Linked DNA regions of Mus musculus: all the other regions are linked to region 1. The links are chromatin contacts, called in public ChIA-PET maps. All regions are on one chromosome and are shown on one strand. The core of a region is the stretch at or near the end of the contact, and the rest is flanking DNA. Distances in the headings are between cores, read along the strand shown. Region 1 holds the start of Cic (capicua transcriptional repressor). Region 2 holds the start of Kcnn4 (potassium intermediate/small conductance calcium-activated channel, subfamily N, member 4). Region 3 holds the start of Plaur (plasminogen activator, urokinase receptor). Region 4 holds the start of Lypd3 (Ly6/Plaur domain containing 3). Region 5 holds the start of Phldb3 (pleckstrin homology like domain, family B, member 3).

What was found. ChIA-PET counts read pairs in DNA pulled down with a chosen protein or histone mark.
Region 2: an RNA polymerase II ChIA-PET map of memory CD8 T cells shows a contact between it and region 1, with 16 read pairs. The contact joins the promoter of Kcnn4 here to the promoter of Cic in region 1. A contact is called at or near these places in 2 of 115 datasets of contacts at active chromatin or transcription factors (bone marrow-derived macrophages and memory CD8 T cells).
Region 3: a contact with region 1 is called in an RNA polymerase II ChIA-PET map of memory CD8 T cells, with 13 read pairs. The contact joins the promoter of Plaur here to the promoter of Cic in region 1.
Region 4: an RNA polymerase II ChIA-PET map of memory CD8 T cells shows a contact between it and region 1, with 6 read pairs. The contact joins the promoter of Lypd3 here to the promoter of Cic in region 1. A contact is called at or near these places in 1 of 39 promoter capture datasets (cranial neural crest) and 1 of 115 datasets of contacts at active chromatin or transcription factors (memory CD8 T cells).
Region 5: an RNA polymerase II ChIA-PET map of memory CD8 T cells shows a contact between it and region 1, with 8 read pairs. The contact joins the promoter of Phldb3 here to the promoter of Cic in region 1. A contact is called at or near these places in 4 of 39 promoter capture datasets (cranial neural crest, liver, neutrophils and 1 more) and 1 of 115 datasets of contacts at active chromatin or transcription factors (memory CD8 T cells).

What each region holds. Positions count from the first base shown.
Region 1 is chr7:25,266,349-25,269,048 of GRCm38.p6, forward strand. Cic (capicua transcriptional repressor) reads left to right here and starts at 1,351. Exons shown (of 21, transcript NM_001302811.1): 1 at 1,351-1,408. Gm45974 (a long non-coding RNA gene) reads right to left here. Exons shown (of 3, transcript XR_001778066.2): 3 at 1,985-2,049.
Region 2 is chr7:24,368,938-24,371,637 of GRCm38.p6, forward strand. Kcnn4 (potassium intermediate/small conductance calcium-activated channel, subfamily N, member 4) reads left to right here and starts at 1,326. Exons shown (of 9, transcript NM_008433.4): 1 at 1,326-1,658. The coding sequence starts at 1,500.
Region 3 is chr7:24,461,199-24,463,898 of GRCm38.p6, forward strand. It overlaps Plaur (plasminogen activator, urokinase receptor), which reads left to right and starts at 1,285. Exons shown (of 7, transcript NM_011113.4): 1 at 1,285-1,369. The coding sequence starts at 1,312.
Region 4 is chr7:24,635,279-24,637,978 of GRCm38.p6, forward strand. It overlaps Lypd3 (Ly6/Plaur domain containing 3), which reads left to right and starts at 1,292. Exons shown (of 5, transcript NM_133743.1): 1 at 1,292-1,396; 2 at 1,847-1,978. The coding sequence starts at 1,312. Gm26550 (a long non-coding RNA gene) reads right to left here. Exons shown (of 8, transcript XR_881891.3): 1 at 2,604-2,700; 2 at 1,841-1,946.
Region 5 is chr7:24,609,905-24,612,604 of GRCm38.p6, forward strand. Phldb3 (pleckstrin homology like domain, family B, member 3) reads left to right here and starts at 1,424. Exons shown (of 15, transcript NM_001102613.1): 1 at 1,424-1,674; 2 at 2,593-2,700. The coding sequence starts at 1,441.

The DNA of each region.
Region 1 (2,700 bases), core at 101-2,600:
ACTCCTTGCCCACCTGAGACTAGAGACCCGTTCCATGCAGACAAGGGATCAATAGGGTCTGCGGCACGGTGGGAACTTCCTGTAGATATCGAGAAGTTGCCTCACTGTAAGTGCCATAGATAATGGGTGCTTTTTGCATGTCCTATGTGAAGCAGCCATATATCCCAGAACATTCTCTTACAGAGCATAGTGCAAGCATAAGGAAAGCAGAATAACTAAAAGCAGCTCAATGAGAAAGGGGTTTATCTCAACTTATATTTCATCAAGCCCATCTGAAGGGGCGTCAGGGCAGGAACTCTGGGCAAGAATTCAATGGGGAAGCCATGCAAGAACCCTTCATAATGGCTTGCTCTCCATGGTTTGTTTCGCCTGCTTCCCAGGACCACTTTCTCAGGGGTTGCACCCACCCACAATGGGTTGGACCCTCCTACACCAACCACTAATTAAGATAGTACTGCACTGACTTGCCTACAGGGCAATCTTTTGGAGACAATTGGGGTTCACTCTATGTCAGGATTTGGTACTTGTGTCAACTTAAAAACTAACCAGCACCAACAGTAAGATGTGCTACAATAGACCAGATGTGTGTGTGTGTGTGTGTTTCACTATTACAGTCTTGAGTATCCATCATATGCAAGAGAAACCTTCATTAGAGGAGGAGTACACCATTCTCCATTATCCTTTGATCCAAGGGAAACCTGATGGGAAGACTGAAGCTAGGGATAGTCACACCTGGTGTAAACTCGGCACCGGGGCAACAGCTGTCTATGCCTCAGAGGGTATGTGGCACATGCTCTTCTCCTCACCTCCGGTGTGACACCCACCCCAAGATTTTTACACATCTTTCCTCAGGTGTGAAAAGCCATAGGGCTATTCGCCTTCGGAATGAAGTGTGAAACCCCAGGAAGTGACGCAAAAGAAAAGTTTGGAGATTGGAGGGTGCGATCAGAAAAGTGCGCCGTCCTAAAATCAAAAAGTCTTGGAGTTGACATCACGGCCACAGGCCACGCGGGTTGCCAGTACTGCAGAGCGCGCTACCCTACAACCGCAGGTCCTCTCTCCTTCTGGTGGCAACAGGGCTTTCCGCGGGGCCGCGCCAGACTTTTTGAGACTGTTGATTGGCCGTAGTCCGGCCACCCGACAGCCAATCATGCAGAGGAAAGGTGACATCACTAGTTCTCCTCCCATCCCCCTACCCCAAACTTCTCTACTCTGGTTTACCAGCACCAACAACCACGTGGGGGAGGGGTAAGAGAGTAGAACCGGTGAGGTCATTGCACCGCCCCTGCCGTTGCTGATTGGCTGCGGGGCTCGCGGGTGTCGGTTGGCTGCTCTTTGCACCTCCCCCTCGTGCCGCTACAGCCGCCTCAGCGAGGAGCCACTGGCGACGCCAGAGCCAGCAATCCGGGTGAGTCGGGGCCCTGGGTCTAAGATGTTCCCAGTGTCCAGCGAGACTCAGGAGGAGCTGCCCTTTCCGACTTTTTCTCTTCGCCCGGGTTCTTTGGAGCTCCATGCACTCTGTCACATGGGAGTTGTAGTCTGACTTATGCTTCTGACTACGGGCCGGATACAGAAGAAGACTACTATTCCCAGCAGGCATTGCGTTCAGCTGGTCAACAAACCCTCGGGCCACGCCTCTCGAGCTTGTTTATTGGAGGGCATATCCTTTAGTCCCGCCTCCCTTCATTTTATTGGTTACTGTCCCTCGCAGGGGGTGGTTTCTTGCTTAAGATGGATGGTGATTGGGTACTGTAATTGTCATTCGGCATATAAATAGTCTGTTAATTGGTTAAAGGAGGTGTCCATTACTTGTTGTAAGGTAGAGTTCTAGGCAGATCAGGCAGTCGTAGGCTTAGGTTGGTGTCGGTCCCGGAGGGAGGCCGGTCTTGGAATTTGACCCCGCCCCTTGGCGCTGCCGGAAGAGCGCAATTGGTGGTAGCAAGTGTCGCTTGCGGATGATAGGCGGAGCCGACTAGACAGCGAATATCTATTGGTCTAGGTTGGCGCCGGTCACCGGGGTTGTGGCCGTTTATTGGCTGGTTGCTCCAGCTGTTGCAGGTCCATTCACCATTTTGTGTGTTGGAGTAAAAAAAAAAGGGAGAATCGAGAGGGAGAGCCGGAGGGGGGGCGGGGAGGGACCGGACCGGACTGAGCCGGGGCCACGGCCCCCCGCCCCGAAACCCCGCGGAGCCCGAGGTGAAGGGCGGGGCTAGGGCTGACACTGCGTGGGGGTGGAGGGGAGCTGGAGGCCGAGAGGGGACAGGTGGCAGGGACGGGAAAGGGGTACAGGGCAAAAGAGGTGGGCGGAATGGTGTGGGAAGGGGTGACAGAGTGGAAGAAGTGGTAGGAAGTGGGGAGTGACAGAAAAGGAGCAACTAGGGGAGAGTACTGATAACAGGAATGGAGGGGTAACAGGATTAGATCAGGGTGACAGGGAGAGGAAGGGGACCGAGTTGGAGGGGGTGATAAAGAGAGGCGATGGGCAGAGGTGTCAGATTTGGAGGTCTAGAGATGGCCGACAGAAGAGTGAATAGGAGGAATAGGTGATATAAATAAATGGGGGTGACCAGCGGGGGGGGGTAACAGGAGGGGGCCTAGTATCTGAGAAAATAAGGTAGAGGTGGTGACAAGATGGGAGAGAGTGGCAAGCGAAGATGGTGTCAGGAGGGTGGATGGAAATAGAGAGGATGAGACCCTAAA
Region 2 (2,700 bases), core at 76-2,575, 900 kb before region 1:
TCCTAGAATGTCCAACGCTGGGTAGGCGTTGCTTGCACACTTCCATTGACTGTTCTCTGTGCTAAGGTATGCAGAGTGTCAAGTGCACCAGTGTATGTCAGGATCAATGTCAGGTGTGTGTGTGTGTGTGTGTGTGTGTGAGTCCCACACACAATGATGTGAGCTAGTGTGCATTTCCTGTTTTCTGGGCGCTGGATGACAGTGTCTGCCACCACAGGTGTTTACACATATGGGGCATCTCTCTGTGTTTCACATTCACACCCCCTTGTGTGTCTGTTGACGCATGTGTGTTGTGCCTGGTGATTCTTACAAATTGGTGTGCTCAGACCTGCTGTGTATTTGTGTGGCTCCTGGTACATGTCCCGTGTGGTCGTTGATGCTTAGCTCTTTGTATCGTAGAATATTATAGTGTTTTACTTGGTTTTGGTTTTGGAAACAGGGTCTCATGTGGCCCAGGCAGACCTTGAACTCATAGTTGACAATGATTGAGACCTGCTGATCCTCCTGGCCCCAGTTTCCTAGTACCAAGAGTCAGGCATGCACCATTGCCCACTTTATGCCATGCTGGGATCTACCTCAGAGAGTCTGTGATTCAAAGGAGCCCACTAACAGCTGCACTCCATCCCTGGTCCCACTTAAAAATTATCATTTAAGATTTATTTTTTTTTATGCGCATGCATGTATGTGAATATCAGCCACATGTGTCAGGGGCTCCCAAAAACCAGGAAAAGGGCGTCATCTCCTGGAGTTGAAGTTACAGGTGGTTTCAAGCCACCCACCCAGCAAGTAGGTGCTAGAAACGGAAGTTATACTCCTCTGGAGAGGAGCGCTCACTTTCACTCGCTGTGCCTGACTTTCCAGCCCCTCCCCCGCCCCACTTTGAATGTGTGACTGCGTGAGCTCAACCTTTGGGTGGCCCCGTGTGCAATGGGACGCTGCTGCCCTGCTAAGTGCTGGCGTGTGTCACACCATGTGTGTGTGTGGTGTCTGGGTGTGGCTGTGGGTTTCTGAACTTTCAGGAGTGTGAGTCACTTCTGTGGAGGTTGTGTGGTGTGTGCTGGTGTGTTGGGCTCCGTCTCCGGTCTGTCATAGGGTGCTCTGTGGTGTCTGGGTGTGGTGGGGGTTTTAGGTGTGTACCACAGAGTGCAAACGGTTGGAGAGTCACAACCTATTGTGTCAGTGTGTCTTTGCCCACGTGGATGAACTCTTCTTCCTTGCCCGGGACCACAAGACACACCCCAGCCCCTCCTTAGTCTTAGAAGGGAATGGGATAGCCAGCCTCCCCCTACCCAGGGACCTCCCCGTCCCTCCCCGCCCTGCCCTGCCTGCTGCAGTTACCACTCCCCAGAGGGCACAGGGCTAGGCTGTGCCTTCCAGCAAAAGTCCCAGAGTGAGCAGAACAGGCCGCTGGCCTGGAAGCCAAGCTGGCTGCCATTTGCGTACTGAGAGGTGGGGGACCCTGGGCAGGAAGCTGGCTGAGCCCCAAGACCTCAGGGGCCATGGGCGGGGAGCTGGTGACTGGCCTGGGGGCCCTGAGACGGAGAAAGCGCCTGCTGGAGCAGGAGAAGAGGGTGGCCGGCTGGGCGTTGGTGCTGGCGGGAACTGGCATCGGACTCATGGTTCTGCACGCTGAGATGTTGTGGTTCCTGGGCTGCAAGGTGAGTGGGGCCTTCCACCGAGCAGGGAAGGGACGGGGAGCCTGGTGTGAGGGAGGAGGGCTGGGGTCTGCACCCCTGGGTCTGAGGGAGGAGGGCTGGGGTCTGCACCCCTGGGTCTGAGGGAAGAGAGCTGGGGTCTGCACCCCTGGGTGTGAGGGAGGAGGGCTGGGGTCTGCACCCCTGGGTCTGAGGGAAGAGGGCTGGGGTCTGCACCCCTGGGTCTGAGGGAAGAGAGCTGGGGTCTGCACCCCTGGGTGTGAGGGAGGAGGGCTGGGGTCTGCACCCCTGGGTGTGAGGGAGGAGGGCTGGGGTCTGGACCCCTGGGTCTGAGGGAGGAGGGCTGGGGTCTGATCCCCTGGGTCTGAGGGAGGAGGGCTAGGGTCTGGACCCCTGGGTCTGAGGGAGGAGGGCTGGGGTCTGATCCCCTGGATCTGAGGGAAGAGAGCTGGAGTCTGCACCCCTGAGTGTGAGGGAAGGGGACTGGGGTCTTACACCCCTGAGTGTTAGAGAGCAAAGCTAGGAGATCTTATACTCCTGGGCATGAGGGAGGAAGGCTGGCATCTTCCACCCCGGGGTGTGAAGAAGAGAGGAGAGCTGGGGTGTGAGGGAGAAAGGTTGGGGTCTGCACCCCTGGGTGTGGGAGAAGAGAGCTGGTCTGGACTCCTGGGTCTAAGGGAGGAGAACTGAGGTCTTACACTTCTTAAGGTCTAAGAGAAGAAGGCTGGGTCTGGACCCCTGGATGTGATGGAGGTAGATGGGGGGTCTGTACCCCTGAAACCTGAGCTAGTGTGATATCGTCCTCCCCCCAGCTCCCCCCAACCTACACACACACACACACACACACACACACACACACACACACGCACACACACGTACGCACACATGGGAGACAGTTCTCAGTGTTAGCCTTTGGGTAAGTGTTATCAGACAGACCACTGGGGGTCTGGGCCTTGTTGAGGCCCATACAAGGCTGATCCTTGATAGCCTAGCTCTGGTGAAGGGAGGGCTGGCAAGGGAGAAAGACGTTGTCATTAGGCGTCTC
Region 3 (2,700 bases), core at 35-2,534, 810 kb before region 1:
TGGAGGCGTGGCTCAGTGGTAGAGCCCCTGCCTAGAATCCCCCAATGAGGGGCTGGGGGCATGGCTCAGTGGTAGAGCCCCTGCCTAGAATCCCCCAGTGAGGGGCTGGGGGCGTGGCTCAGTGGTAGAGCCCCTGCCTAGAATCCCCCAGGGAGGGGCTGGGGGCGTGGCACAGTGGTAGAGCCTCTGCCTAGCCTCCCCCAGTGAGGGGCTGGGGGCGTGGCTCAGTGGTAGACTCCTTGTCAATCCTGCAGGAGACCTTGGGTTCCGTGTTTCCCAGCTCAGGCTTCAGTGACTCGGTACTCACAGCAGTGACATCACTACTGTACGGGTGCTACTCATTGCTCTCTGCTCTCTCTGGTTCCCACTCATCAGCCACACTGAGCCGCTCTGAGTGATTCTTTGCCCTCAGGGCTTTTGCGATGACTCTTTCCTCTCCCTCAAAGGCTTTCTGTAGGAATCCACTAGACTTCTTGCACACCTTTCCTGGCTGCCCTCCGCATCACCCTCCCAAAGCAATTAAGCCATTTACCTCTCTCCCTACAGTTTGTTCCTCTTTCAACTTGTTTTTCCCCTGGTTTCCGACTGATGGGAGAGATTAGATAACTAATGTATCCTCCCCATCGTAATGGCAGAGGGTGGCGTCCTTGTGTTTCCTGCTGTGTTCCAGTTCCTGGAACAGTGCCCAGTACCCAGGAGGTCCTTGGTCAGGAGCTGAAGGAATTTTGCCCTCTAGTTTGGCAAGTTAGTGTTCCACATGATTTCCCTACATGGAATTGTACCGCCTCGGCCAAGGATGGTAGCGTGCCCATGATCCAGACTCGGGGGAGACTGAGGCAGGAGGTTCCTGAGTTCAAGGCTGGTCTTCATAGCAAGACTCTCTCTGGAGAAACTCAAATAAAACAAACTTTGAAAACATAAACTCTGATTGGTAAGAAATAGCCAAGGCTAGAGAGGATTCTAACCCTTGCTATTTGGTTGTCTTCCTTTCTCCATCATAGTCTCTCTCTCTCTCTCTCTCTCTCTCTCTCTCCCTCATCCCTCCTTCTCCCTCCCTCTCTCCCTCCGTTCCTCCCTCCCTCTTTCCCTCCCTCCTTTTTTGAGACTGCATCTTACTATGTATGGAAGGGGCAGAGTTTCTTGAACTATGGAAGAGGAAGGGCTGGGGGGGGGGGGCGGGGGCGGGGCGGGGGGAGGCGAGGCAACCCCTGGAGCTGACTCACTCTTTAGCAAACAGTGGGAGGAGCCCTAGGGTCACAAAACTGTCTTCTTCCCCTCGGTCAGTCTAGAGCAGAGGTGAAGGAAGAACCCATGGGACTCCCAAGGCGGCTGCTGCTGCTGCTGTTGCTGGCGACTACCTGTGTCCCAGGTAAGAGCTGCGTGGTGGCACCGGGCGTGAGCTAGAGGAGGATGGCCCAGCGCTCCACCCTTCTATCCAGCTATTCTCCGGGTGTGTTCTCAGGCTCCACGTGGCACAGTCAGACTCCCGCAGGCATTCATTTAGTAAACGCTGATCCCTGGTGCACAGTGCCTGGCACACTGGAGGACGCGGAGGAACAGAGAGGTTAAGAAGCTGGTCCAAAGCCTCACAGCTAGGGGTTGAATGATAACTGGACATGTGACCTCACAGCCACTCCCCACAGTGTTTTGGTCTGTGTGGGGATCCCACTTTGGGACAAGACAGGGGCTCAGGGGTCTACATCTCAAAGGTCCACAGAGTTCAGCGGGAGCCCAGGGCCTGTCCCTCGAATACACTTGTCTTTTACTATGTTATGTCCTCAGCCTTCTTCCTCCAGGAAATGCGGGGGAAATGGTGTTGAGAAAGTAGAGGGAAATGGGGAAGGAATTGAGTCAGGGTTTGGCACGGTGAATAACTCGGAAAGCCCTCTCTAGTCCGCGGGAGACCGGAGATGATTAATGGGGTGGGAAAAGATCTCTGGCGGGGCCTGGGTGGTCTGGGAGCTAGAGGGGGGAGGGGTGGGGGTGCAAAGGGGAGGGGCTCTTGTTGAAGAAAGGATATCTGGCACAAAGGGACCGGCTCTAAATTGCAGACCGGATCTCGGGGCTCAGACAGGACAGTTCTTACTGTGAAATCCAACCCCGGGAGGAGGGGACCCTGGAGTGGGGCTGCCACCTGGGGTCAAAACTGGCTGTGTGGTTCAGGACAGTTACTTAGCCTTTCTGTTCCTGGAACTTGTCTGGGAAATGGGGGCCAGACTAAGGCTAGGCTGGTGCAAAAGTTCTGATTAGAAACTGGGCAGTCGGGGGCTGGAGAGATGGCTCAGTGGTTAAGAGCACGGACTGCTTTTCCGAAGGTCCTTAGTTCAAATCCCAGCAACCACATGGTGGGTCACAACCATCTATAATGAGATCTGACGCCCTCTTCTGGTGCATCTGAAGACAGCTACAGTGTACTTACACATAATAATAAATAAATCTTTAAAAAAAAAACGAAAAAAAAAACTGGGCAGTCTGAGGCGGGGGGCTATAACATTGGCGAGACGTGGCCTAGGTGAAGACCTGCAGGAGGGACTTCGGTCCTGGGGTGGGACAAACGTTTGGGGGCTGAGGTGGGTCTTTGAAAGTGGTTCTCAACCTTCCGAATGCTATGATCCTTTAATACAACTCCTCACAGTTTGGTGACCTCCGACCATAAAATTATTTTTGTTGCTACTTCATAACTGTAATTTTGCAACTGTT
Region 4 (2,700 bases), core at 42-2,541, 630 kb before region 1:
TGACGATATTGGAAATGGAACCCAGGGCTTCATTCATGCTAGGCGAGTGCTCTACTACTAAACCCTAAGATTATCTGATCTCTCACTAGGGGATTCTAGGCAGGGACTCTACCACTGAGCCACGCCCCCAGCCCCTCACTGGGGGATTCTAGGCAGGGGCTCTACCACTGAGCCACGCCCCCAGCCCCTCACTGGGGGATTCTAGGCAGGGGCTCTACCACTGAGCCACGCCCCCAGCCCCTCACTGGGGGATTCTAGGCAGGGACTCTACCACTGAGCCACGCCCCCAGCCCCTCACTGGGGGATTCTAGACAGGGACTCTACCACTGAGCCATGCTCCCAGCCCCTCACTGGGGGATTCTAGGCAGGGACTCCACTGTTGACCCCTACCTAGGGCACTATCCTAGCTCTCCAGCCACTTTTTTTTTTAATTTAAAGGACTTATTGCAGTGCTCAGCACGTAATAGGTGTTCAAGACTTGTTTTCAATTTTTATTCATTCTTTGAGACTTCCAGCTATGTATGCAATGTATTTTGATTCTAAATATCTTTTTCACCACCTCTCAATAGACACCTGATATTATTTCCCAGCTTAACCAATATTGAAAAATCCACTCACTTCTCAATTCCAACTCTGCTTGTAGCTCTTTATGCATGTTCCTCCAGAGCCTTAATCTCTTGTAAGTTATAACCGAGTTGTTTGTTTGGCTTTTTGAGATAAGATCTCTTTCTGTAGTTCAGTGAGGCCTGGAATCGCCGTGCCTCAAACTCATGGCAATCCTCCTGCCTCAGCTCAGTGAGTGCTGTGATTACAGGCATGAGTCACTAAGCCTGACTTGTAAATAACAGTTTTCCCAATTATTTAATTAATATCTGTATCTTCCATCAGTCTGGGAGCTCTTCGAAGACAGACAGTGGTTCTGCCTCAGGGTCTCCAATCCCCAGGCGAAGGCAGGCAGGCAGGCACACCACATAAGCTCAGAACCCTAGCAGACCCTGAATGCCCCTGTCTCTCTTTGAGCCCCGGTACTCCCTCTGCCTCTGAAACCCACACACAAACTTTTATCCAGGGGACTGGAGGGAACCTCTACTCCCGCCCTTTCCCTCCTTGGCAAGGGCACAGGGCAGGGGCCGCTCTCCCTGTGGGTGACGCACCTAGAGGCGGGCCCGCCCCACAGCGGACGCTGAGTTGGCCTGGTTGGGCAAGGCCAGGGTTGCCCCGGGGTAGGTTACTCATCTGAGGCTCAGGTAAGAGGGCCCGGGTTGGAAGGTGGCACACCCAGGGGGGACGCGGAGAGAGCAGGACACAGCTATGGATGCCGCCAGGAGAGGAGATACACAGCCAGTGATGTGGACCACCGGATGGCTGTTGCTGCTGCCGCTTCTGCTGTGTGAAGGTGGGTGTGTTGCCAGGAAGGTAGAGTCGGGGCCCCTAAGGAAGATAATTCCCCAGATCTTCCCAGAAAATCTTTTAAGAAAAGTTGAACACAGCCAAAAGCAGTTCAGCTGTCTCTGCCCCGGGCAGAGGGACTGTAAGGAAGTTATCCCACACTGAGTAGGCAACTGAGAGGGGCACCCCCTCCCCCACTCTAAGATAGGGGCTGGGATCCCCTCCCTCGGGCAAAGGCAGCCAGGAGAGGGGAAAGCTCCAATGCAGGCGCAAGGGGTAGAAGGAAAAGGGTCAGTATGTCCTGCACCCTGAAACTTGTGGGAGGGCTTCTAATGCTGTTCTGGATGCACACTAGAATCATCTCACCCCGGGACAGAGGCCACTGGGAAAGACGTTGTCTTTGTGGGGAGAAGGCTTTAACAAAGAACCCTGGGTTCTACCCGGTCCTCACCCGCAGGAGCGCAAGCCCTGGAGTGCTACAGCTGCGTGCAGAAGGCGGACGATGGATGCTCTCCGCACAGGATGAAGACAGTCAAATGTGGTCCCGGGGTGGACGTCTGTACCGAGGCCGTGGGAGCGGTAGAGACCAGTAAGTGCTACCCACCCGGTGGTCCCTGACTACCCCTTCCCAACTCCTACAGTGTAACTCCGCCTCCTTAGGGACCTTTCAGATTCTGGCCACGCCTTTCCCTTTCAGCCCTCACTGAGACCCTGCTGCACAGAGTCTCCCTTCTTTCAACGGGCTTAGGCAGGTAGACAGACAAAAGGCGGGGAGTAGGGGGTGGGGTGTGTGTGTGTGTGTGTGTGTGTGTGTGTGTGTGTGTGTGTGACTGGCGTGCTCTGATAGTCGCAACCTGTACAGGACAGACATCTTTACCACTTTCCCCCACTCCCCGTAGGAATGCTTACCCACCAACACAGATTATTATTTAGTGGAGACGATTCCTTTGAAAGGGATCACCGAGGTTCCTAGTCAGACTCCACCCTTAGAGCCTCTAAGTTTCCAGACCCCTTACTCAGGAATCCCGCCTTCCCCCAAGTCAGACACAGGGCCTCTCCTCTCTATGCATCTGTGTGAAGTTGTGGTCTGAACTCAGGGCCAGCACACAACATGCCGGATAACACTCCCCGCCAAGCTGGCTCCTCAGCCCCCTTTAAGTTTGTATTTTGAGACAGGGTCTTACTGAATAGCTCAGTTCGGCCCTTGTACTTACTATGACGTTCAGACAGGCCCTTTTGGTTGTGAGTCTCCTCTTTCAGCTTCCTGAGTCACCTGGTGGCTTGTACCACCAAGTCCGCTTTTGCTGGCGG
Region 5 (2,700 bases), core at 174-2,673, 660 kb before region 1:
ATGATTTGAGTTCCATGCCTGAATCCCACGTTGGAAGGCACCACTTCCCAAAGATGTCCTATGAGCTCTTTACATGTTGGGTGCCACTTACATACCTGCACTATCTTTCACATACACAAGTAATAATAATTTTAAAAAAGTCATTTAGAATGCTTGTAGATCCTAGGTGTATTTGTTTCCTTCAGCCTCGGTCCCCACAACTGTACAATGGAGACGGTCGATCTCTTTTTTTCTATGGGCTGTGGTGTGGTATGACACTGAGGTGTGTCAAATGTTTTGCACAGCTCTTGATGTCTAACAGTCGGGTTTTGCATACCAGATATTTTCCTGTTTCTGCCCAGAGAGGAAAGGGTCTGGCTGTGACCTTTAACCTCTGTGCCCCACCCCATAGTAAACTGTGTGCGCGTGGGGCACACTCTGTCTCTGGGCAGATCGCTGACTCAGCCCGGGATACCCCCTCCCCTTGTCCGGCTCCCTAAACCGGTCAGGGCCCTTCCAAAGGGCTTATTAGAGGGGAGAGGCCCCCATCTTCATTCCTATCTTCCTTTGAGGATTTCCTAGGCTTCGGCCTTAGGGAGGCTGCTGTATGCAGGTGGCTAAGAAGCCCGGCCCTCCAGGGGCACCGGAGGCTGAGTGGGAGGTCTGGGCGCTGGGCTCTCTCTGGGTGGGGCTGGAGGGGCCGGGATGGCTGGGTGCCTGGGCTGCGGGCGGGGCAGGCTGCTGGCTCCCTCCTCCCAGGAGAGCTGTCGGACCTGTTGTCCCCCCCTCCACTTCCGGGCTGCTGGGGAGGGGGACGGGGCGGCCTCTCTCTCCTCCCTCCTTCCAGCCACCTGTTTAGCCGCAGGAGCGGCAGTGCCCAGTGCAGAGCCAGAAAGAAGGTTGACGACCTACGAGGACCTCCTCCCGGGAAGGAACGGAGGCGTTGGGGCCCCAGGCATATCCGGAGAGGTAGACATTGCCAGCCCCGAGTTCTGGATCTTGGGGTGAGGAGCCTCGGACGCTGATTCCTTACAGGTGGTTCGGGACCCAACTGTGGAGCTCCAAGGAGGAGAGCCGGGCTAGTCCCGAGAGGGTAGAGGAGATGGAATCTCTTGGAGGCAATCCGGGAAACTGGAGAGGGCTGCAGAAGGGGCTCAGGGATGACACATGGAGCAAAGGGAAGGCTCAGCGTGCGACGCCCCAGCACGGGGAGCGTTAGGACCCCGGACTCAAATTCTCTTCCCACCTCTAGGTGTGTGTGTCACCTTCGGAGCCGACAGCCTCTCCCCAGTCGCGAGCGGGTCCCCAGGAAATCTACGCCCGCGGAATGTTCAGAGCTGGTCTCTGAACCTTTAGGTTCCGCCCTCTGGGCAAGCTCAACGCGCTCTAGACCACGCCCACAAACATCAGACCACGCCTCTGAAACTGACCACGCCCACACCACAGGAATCCGAAGCGGCCATGGGGACACCCAGCACCCTAGAGGAGGGCTCCTCGTCTCCAAAGGTTTCGGAATGCGCCGTCGAGGTCCAGCCTCAAGGGGCTGTGCAGCCTCAGGGGCACCCCGAGGATCCCAAAGAGCACAAGGAGCCCGAAGTCCCAGCGGAGCTTCCAAGTTGCCCCGGAGCTGGGCGGCAGGCCGAGGAAGAGGAAGAAGTGGAAGAAGGTAGCAGCACCGAGAGCTGCCGCGAAGAGGTGAGGGATCATCCCCCCGGGGGGGCTGTCCAGACGGACAGACAGACACCCAAGACGACACAGAAGAACATAAAGAGAGAGACTAGACAGAGACCCAGAGTCAAGGAGAGTACCCATAGACAGGCAGAAACACCCTGTTAGACAAAGTTGGATTTGAAGCCAGAGAGACTCGGGTAGAAACATAGAAACTAGATACGACAGAGACACAGGGAGTGAGACATAGACCTAAAAGAGAGACACAGGGAAGACACACAGACCCAGAAGAGAAACAAAAAGAAATGCCAACATAGAAGAGTCTAAGTCAGAGAGAGGGACGGGGGTGGGGGTGGGGGGAAGAAGAGCGATCCAGGGACTCTGAGAAAGAGATCCCAAGAGGTTGAGACTCAGGGACAGATGAGCTCATCGTGTACAAAGACACTTGCTGTCAAATCTGACGACCTGGGTTCGATCCCCAGAACCCTCATTGATGTAAGGCAAGAATCTTCTGATTTCCACTAGCATTCAGGTACAAAAAAGAAAGAAGGAAAGGAAGGAAGGAAGGAAGAAAAAAAAAGAAAGAATAGAGGAAGAAATGGAGGAAGAAAAAAGAAAAGGAGAGAGAAGGGAGAAAGGAAAAAGGAAAAGAAGAAAAGGAAAGGAGGGAAGAAATGAGGAAGAAAGAAAAAAGAAAGGAAGGAAGGAAGGAAGGAAAGAAAAGGAAGCAAGCTCTGCTAGTTCAGCTTCAGAGCATAGTGGCTTTGTATGATGGGTTCAGAACCTGCCGGCTTCCCCGCTTCACGGTCTTCCATTCGGACCCGAAAGGAAGTAGTTGAACTTGGCAGCTCATGACCCCCAGAGGCACTACTGGGGTGGGACCAGACCTGTTTGGTGACTTGAGGGGGGCGAGACTTGTTCTCATCACACCCTCTCTAATTTCAGCCCGAGGCTACGCCTGCCGCGCAGATTCCAGCCACACCTTCCCCATGCCTCCCTTCTGGGGAAGAGCTGCGGGGGGCAGCGCGGCGGCTGCGAGGACAGCAGCTGGAG